Regions from separate parts of the Arabidopsis thaliana genome. Here region 1 is linked to region 2. A link is a contact called in public ChIA-PET data. All regions are on one chromosome and are shown on one strand. The core of a region is the stretch at or near the end of the contact, and the rest is flanking DNA. Distances in the headings are between cores, read along the strand shown. Region 1 holds the start of AT5G62300 (Ribosomal protein S10p/S20e family protein). Region 2 holds the start of PRH75 (DEAD box RNA helicase (PRH75)).

The links. ChIA-PET counts read pairs in DNA pulled down with a chosen protein or histone mark.
Region 1: a contact with region 2 is called in an H3K4me3 ChIA-PET map of shoot, with 10 read pairs. The contact joins the promoter of AT5G62300 here to the promoter of PRH75 in region 2. A contact is called at or near these places in 3 of 26 Hi-C or Micro-C datasets (leaf, root and rosette leaf) and 1 of 2 datasets of contacts at active chromatin or transcription factors (shoot).

What each region holds. Positions count from the first base shown.
Region 1 is chr5:25,020,641-25,024,117 of TAIR10.1, reverse strand. AT5G62300 (Ribosomal protein S10p/S20e family protein) reads left to right here and starts at 1,554. Exons shown (of 4, transcript NM_125624.4): 1 at 1,554-1,762; 2 at 1,869-2,000; 3 at 2,265-2,378; 4 at 2,588-2,918. The coding sequence starts at 1,883. The coding sequence ends at 2,730. IRE (AGC (cAMP-dependent, cGMP-dependent and protein kinase C) kinase family protein) reads right to left here and starts at 963. Exons shown (of 17, transcript NM_125625.3): 1 at 290-963; 2 at 110-177; 3 at 1-21. The coding sequence starts at 713. AT5G62290 (nucleotide-sensitive chloride conductance regulator (ICln) family protein) reads right to left here. Exons shown (of 7, transcript NM_125623.3): 6 at 3,317-3,408; 7 at 2,987-3,217. The coding sequence ends at 3,146.
Region 2 is chr5:24,982,225-24,985,449 of TAIR10.1, reverse strand. It overlaps PRH75 (DEAD box RNA helicase (PRH75)), which reads left to right and starts at 1,406. Exons shown (of 13, transcript NM_125613.3): 1 at 1,406-2,002; 2 at 2,247-2,381; 3 at 2,472-2,612; 4 at 2,735-2,846; 5 at 2,927-2,997; 6 at 3,112-3,225. The coding sequence starts at 1,571. AT5G62200 (Embryo-specific protein 3, (ATS3)) reads left to right here. Exons shown (of 3, transcript NM_125614.4): 2 at 14-124; 3 at 652-1,402. The coding sequence ends at 987.

The DNA of each region.
Region 1 (3,477 bases), core at 305-2,804, 39 kb before region 2:
GGCAAGACCTACATGAGTACTCTGCATTCACAAGAACAACAAAAAAAACGAATCAGCAATATAAAATTTTCCAAGAATTTGAAAAACAAACATAGAAGAAGACATTCACCTCTACCCCTGGATTTGAATTTGCAGGCACTCGTTGAGATTTTGATTGACTCCACTGAACTTTTTTCCCTAAAAGACAAAACAACAAACACCTCCTGATCATTAAGATCCTCTGAATCATCATCATCTAAGTTGAATTTTCGAATTCATAAATCCTAAATCGAATCAACGAGAAATCTACCTTGATCGGGTTGATGTGGAGGAATCGGCCATCTGGCACGAGCATCAGCACGAGCATCAACAACACCAACCCTCGGTTTCTCCTTGGCGACGTCTTTATCATCTTGACCCGGAGATATCAAAGGCGTGGCAGATGAAAATCTCAAAGGAGACGGCGCAGGAGACGATTTCGTTCTGATATGATTCAAACCTAAGGAAGAAGGAGCAAGAATTTCCGGCGAATCGTGACTCATCGGACCTTCCCCAGCTAATTCCGTAGTAACCTCGTCCGTCTTCGCTTGTTCATCTTCTCCTTCCTTATCCGAATGGCGGAAAGGAATCGCAGGGATCTTCTTCAGAAGCTTCGCATTGGTGGAAGTCGGAGTAGATATGGTGGTCGGTTGTGGATCCCGATCATTCTCAGGCGACGGTTCCGTCGTAGACATTTGTTATTAATAGAAAAATTTGTGGAGAATTATTTGAATTTTCATATTTACACTCTTTTAATTTTTGTTTGTTTGTTTGTTTTGTGATTTTATCAAAACATAACGATTACAGAGAAGCGGTTGCGAGAGAGAGAGAGAGAGACTGAGGTTTTCGCGGGAAGTGGGGGACTCCGTTTTTACTACTTGATGCAAAAATTGGCTCATTCGCCATTTTTTTTGTTCTTCTTGCAGATAAATAAATTTGACTATTTACATCTAAATTTTATGGTAATTTGTTATCTTTAATTCAATATGACTATAGTTATAGTATGATACTTCTATTTGATGTTAACTTAATATCTTTAAATTATAAAGATTTGCTGTCAACAAAAAATAATTCTAAATTAGTTCCAAATTCAAAAGTCAGACAGAGATTTTATTATGGTTGTGATTTGTGATTATTCGTTGTATTCTTATATCCATAGTGCTAAAGTTATAATTTCTGACTTTATTATTCTTACAACACCTTAAGTTATTAATGAATGGTGATATTTTATGATTTGTATAGTTCTTAAAGAATAATCATGTGGGAGAGTGTCCATATCGAAACTACGTGCTTCCAACAAATGCATGTCTTCCCCATTTTCTAGAAATAACAAAGAACTTAATTTTTTTTTGTTTAATTTTAAAAAATAGCCGTTCGTGATGTTTTCTCTGGGTTGACTAAAAAACACGGTACCAAGATATTTTTGGTTAAAACTTCTAAAAAATATTAATTTGTTTTTTATAATAACACGTTTATTCATTACAAAAATTTATGTAATTAAATCAAACATGGTTTGTATTTTTTAATAAAATGAATTGTTTTCCAAGTAATTGGGTCAAAACACAAAAGAAAAATACAGAGCAAATATTTTTGTAGTTATTGGGCTGAATATTGTTTGGGCCCAACAAGTCCATATAAATTAGGGTTTTCATATTAAATCAACCGTCTCTTAGGTTAAATCATTCGACTCCTTCCTTCCTTGCAGCAAAAAGCAATCCGCCGTCGAGCTTCGTTCGTCTCTCAGGTTCTCTTCACTTGATCCAAGTTTTAATATTTTTCATGTTTACATGAGTTTATCGGATCATTTGTTAATGTGATGGATTGGTTGGTGTGTTTGTGATTGTTTTCAGAAGAAGCTGCAAATATGGCGACAGCGTATCAACCAATGAAACCAGGGAAGGCTGGTTTGGAAGAGCCACTCGAGCAGATTCACAAGATCAGAATTACTCTCTCCTCCAAGAATGTCAAGAACTTGGAAAAAGGTCTTTCTTTTTTATCCTTTTATTTTGATTATCTTATCATTTCGCTTCAGCAATTTAGTTTTGAGCTGCTTTCAAAACCGTAAAGAATGTTTGAGGATTCAATGTTTTCCTAGTTTTAGTGAATTTTGAAGGTTTAGTTTTTTCAGTAGAAGATGATAGATTTATTGACTTCGATTTGCTTCAGTGATGATTCGAATGGTTTGAGAGTGGACATTTTGATACTGATTTATTGTTATTGTTCTGTTTCTACAAAATGATATGTAGTGTGTACTGATTTGGTTCGTGGAGCTAAGGACAAGAGACTGAGAGTTAAGGGTCCAGTCAGAATGCCCACCAAGGTTCTCAAGATCACTACCCGTAAAGCTCCTTGTGGTGAAGGTATGATGATTATGCTCATCTCATCTTTTATATTGCCTTCAGAATCACTAGAGCTTGTTGTTGGAACCACTCCCTTAGTTCATTTGCTCTATTAAACCTAGGATTTAGGTCTTAGAATTTGTGATTGTGCTCAATACTGTTTTATACTCTGTCACTGCAAGTGTCTTCACATTTGCTGAAACTCTCTTAACTATTGGTATTGTAAACAGGAACCAACACATGGGACAGATTCGAGCTTAGGGTACACAAGCGAGTTATAGATCTTTTCAGCTCTCCTGATGTGGTCAAGCAGATCACCTCCATCACCATTGAACCTGGTGTTGAAGTTGAGGTCACCATCGCTGACTCGTAGATCAACCCTTCTGTGGCTTTGGTATCTCTTTTCAAATTCTCTTAAGAAACAATCTTCTTTTCCCGTAACGACATTCCTTTTGAGTTAAAAAAAAAACAAATGTTTTGTTGTAGTGAAACCCAAGTTCTTATGTTTTCTTAATTTAATAGATTTTGAATTTTTTAATTAGAAGTTCGTCCTTTATTCTTAACTTGAGATCTTTTGACCCTCTCGATGACATAACTCTGTATGAAGTTACCAACTTGCTATCTCATTTCAAATTGAGAGATCTATTACGAGAAAGATTAAAGTTTAATCAGCCATAAATTGAAAAGCTAAGTATCACGAACATAATACTTTATCGTTGAACATAATACAACTCTTTCATCGTTAAAATAACACAACTACTATGTTTTCGAGTACAATTGTGAAGAGTCTAGTGATCTTTGGTCTCACTTTCATGAACCATCTCTTCAGCATCCTCAAACCTCTGATCATTGATTTGGAGCTGCAGTGTGAATACAAAAGGCAGATGAAACCACGCTCAATTTTTTAAAAACAAAAAAAGAGGAAAAATTGAAAGCAGAGTTTTGTAACTTTGTATTACCTCAAGCATAGGCTGATTAAGACCTTCATCTCCATTGGAATGACCAATTACACTAGTCGGACTCTGAGATATTTGCCACTCTGCATCATCATCTGTTGCAAACACATAGAAAACCATCACATTTCATTCGTACCATTCAAGATGAATACATTAACACACTC
Region 2 (3,225 bases), core at 157-2,656:
ATCTATGATGCAGAAATTGGGGAATACTTGTGCTTACACAGTGATCATCTCGACGAGCTGTTCGTCGACTAGGTACACGCGCGATCAGATCAGCGTCGCTTTCGGCGATGGCTATGGTAACCAGGTTAGATTTCTTCGCTGAGTGAGATTTTGATTTCTTCAGAACATTTGATTTTGATTTGGTAACACTTTGGTTTATCGATTATGCTTAGGGTTCCAATTGAATGTTTCATTCCAAAATACACATCTGTTTTCGCACATATCTGATTCTTCGTAATTGAGCTTTGTTACAATGGACTTTCTCAGATTTTGAGCTCATCTTTGGTTTCATTAGATTTTTAGTATGTTCAGGTCCAGTTCTAGTTAGCTACTGAATATGCATAACATTGTCACTCCTATGGAAGAATTCTAGCTACCAAAAGTTTGCAAATGCTTAGCTCTGGTTGCTCTGGTTGATCTGAACATTTGAGTTTTAGAGAAATATACACATCTTTGGAATAGATGAAAGTTTCAATGGATTGGTTTTGATTGTAACTAGTGTCTAATCTGTTCATGCATCTATCACTAATAAACTAATAAACTGTAAGGATGTTCGCTTCGGTTCGATGTTCAATGAAATTTCGCTGCTCAAGTTTTGTTTATTTGAATCAGATATACGCACCAAGGCTTGATGATCCATCTACAAAAACGTTTGAGCAATGTTCATCAGATACATTTCAGATAAACGGACCATGTACATACCAGATATGCTATGTATATCTCTACAGGTCTGGTCCAGATGGTTGGATCCCAAACACTGTAAAGATATATAGCCATGGCTCTAAAGCGGTCACCTTCCCATATAACACATATGTTCCTGAGAGTGTATGGTATGGTTTCAATTACTGCAACAGCGCCTCAGATTCTAATGTCCTTGCCATTGGTCTCAGAAGGAGCGTGATCATACTCCTAGGTTTTGTTGTCGCCGGTACCACATTGCTCTTGTAAGCTGTTATGTTTCCGGTTTTGTATAAACATATTAGGACTTGTGAAGAATAAATGTGTACCGTTTTGGGGAAATGGGTCTCAGAACTGTATTAAGTATTAACCATAAATCTATGATGAAGTTACTTACTCCTAATTACAGAGTCTGTAAATCTTATGAGCAGTGTGTATCCATTTTAGAAATTTGTGACAGTTCATCAACTATATATGTGATAGAAAACGAATTGATTATGTTTGAGCTTTGGTTTTATCATATCGTCGAAAAATGAAGAAAGTTACTATTTTAATAGAAAAGCCAACAAAGAAGATATTTTTGAGTCTTTGATTAAAAAAAGGAAAGATAGATATTTTTGAGTGTTTGACCTAGAAACGACACGCATTCTCTTATCAGAATAAATAAACGGCAGATTAGAGATTGCACATTAGAGTAAATTAGGGTTTCTCTAAAATCTCAAAACTATATAAAAAGAGAGGTAAACCCTAGCAATTGTCGTCCTCTTTTGTCGTCTCTCCCTGCTTTCGCACTTCATAGCCTCAATCTCTCAACAAGCAGAAGAGATTCGATTCTCCATTATCTTCCTTCTAAATGCCTTCCCTAATGTTATCTGATAAGAAAGAGGAGAAGAAGATGAAGAAGAAGATGGCTTTGGATACCCCAGAGCTTGATTCTAAGAAGGGGAAGAAGGAGCAGAAGCTGAAACTATCTGATTCGGATGAAGAAGAGTCGGAGAAGAAGAAGAGTAAGAAGAAGGATAAGAAGCGTAAGGCTTCCGAGGAGGAGGATGAAGTGAAGAGCGATTCAAGCTCGGAGAAGAAGAAGAGCAGCAAGAAGGTTAAGTTGGGCGTTGAGGATGTTGAAGTTGATAACCCTAATGCTGTTTCTAAGTTTCGGATTTCTGCGCCTTTGAGGGAGAAGCTTAAGGCGAATGGTATTGAAGCTCTTTTCCCGATTCAGGCTTCCACGTTTGATATGGTTCTCGATGGTGCTGATTTAGTTGGACGGGCTCGTACTGGTCAGGTATTGGTTTGATTTTGAAATTTGGGTTTTGCTTATTATGCGTTTGTCTCTGTATGAATTTGTCAAGTTTGAGGCTTTTGGATATTTATGTGGAAGGCTTGTTATTAGGGATGCCTAATTTGCTATTTAATTGTTATTTTGTGAGACTTAGAGACTCGGTATTGTGAATCTCCTGCTTATGTGGACTTTAGAGTGAATTTTTCAAAGTTAGGGGTCTTTGCTGATCATATGTGGTGTGGTGCAGGGTAAAACATTGGCTTTTGTGTTGCCTATATTGGAATCTTTGGTTAATGGACCTGCCAAAAGCAAAAGGAAGATGGGATATGGCAGGTCACCAAGTGTTTTGGTCCTTTTACCGACCAGAGAATTGGCCAAGCAGGTAATGATTCTCAGCATGTTATTAAGAGATTTGGTGCAAAATCTTTTTTGGTACTCTAGGTTTTACTTATGGTATGGTTTTCTTTGATAGGTGGCTGCTGACTTTGATGCATATGGAGGATCACTTGGGTTAAGTTCATGTTGTCTCTATGGAGGTGATAGCTATCCAGTTCAGGAGGGTAAATTAAAGAGAGGTGTTGACATTGTAGTTGGAACCCCTGGTCGTATTAAGGTACGTCTCTCTCCCTCCCTCTCTCTCTTTCTCTTTTCTAAACATTAATTTTTAATATTGGCTTCCCTGGATTCAGATCATCATTTTTGTTTATTTGACCTTGTAATTGACTTTCATTCCAGGATCATATTGAAAGACAAAACCTTGATTTCAGCTATTTACAATTCCGTGTTCTTGATGAAGCTGATGAAATGTTGAGGATGGGATTTGTTGAGGATGTTGAACTTATTTTAGGTATGTCGTGGTTTTGGTTTTTTTTCCTAATATGAAACAGCTTACTCTTTGTATCTTATATGTTCTTTCTATAACTTCAGGGAAAGTGGAGGATTCTACTAAAGTCCAGACTCTTCTCTTCAGTGCTACTTTGCCATCATGGGTGAAAAATGTGCGTCCCTTTCAAATATTTGTGGCTATTTTTAATGTTTTAAGCTTTATAGTTTGCTGCTATGTTCATTTTCTCTCTATTTGTTGTTGAGACCTTTTCGCTTGCTTCTACTAGATCTCTAACAGGTTTCTTAAAAGAGACCAGAAGACTATTGATCTTGTTGGTAATGATAAAATGAAGGCCAGTAATAGTGTTCGACACATTGCTATTCCTTGTAATAAGGCAGCC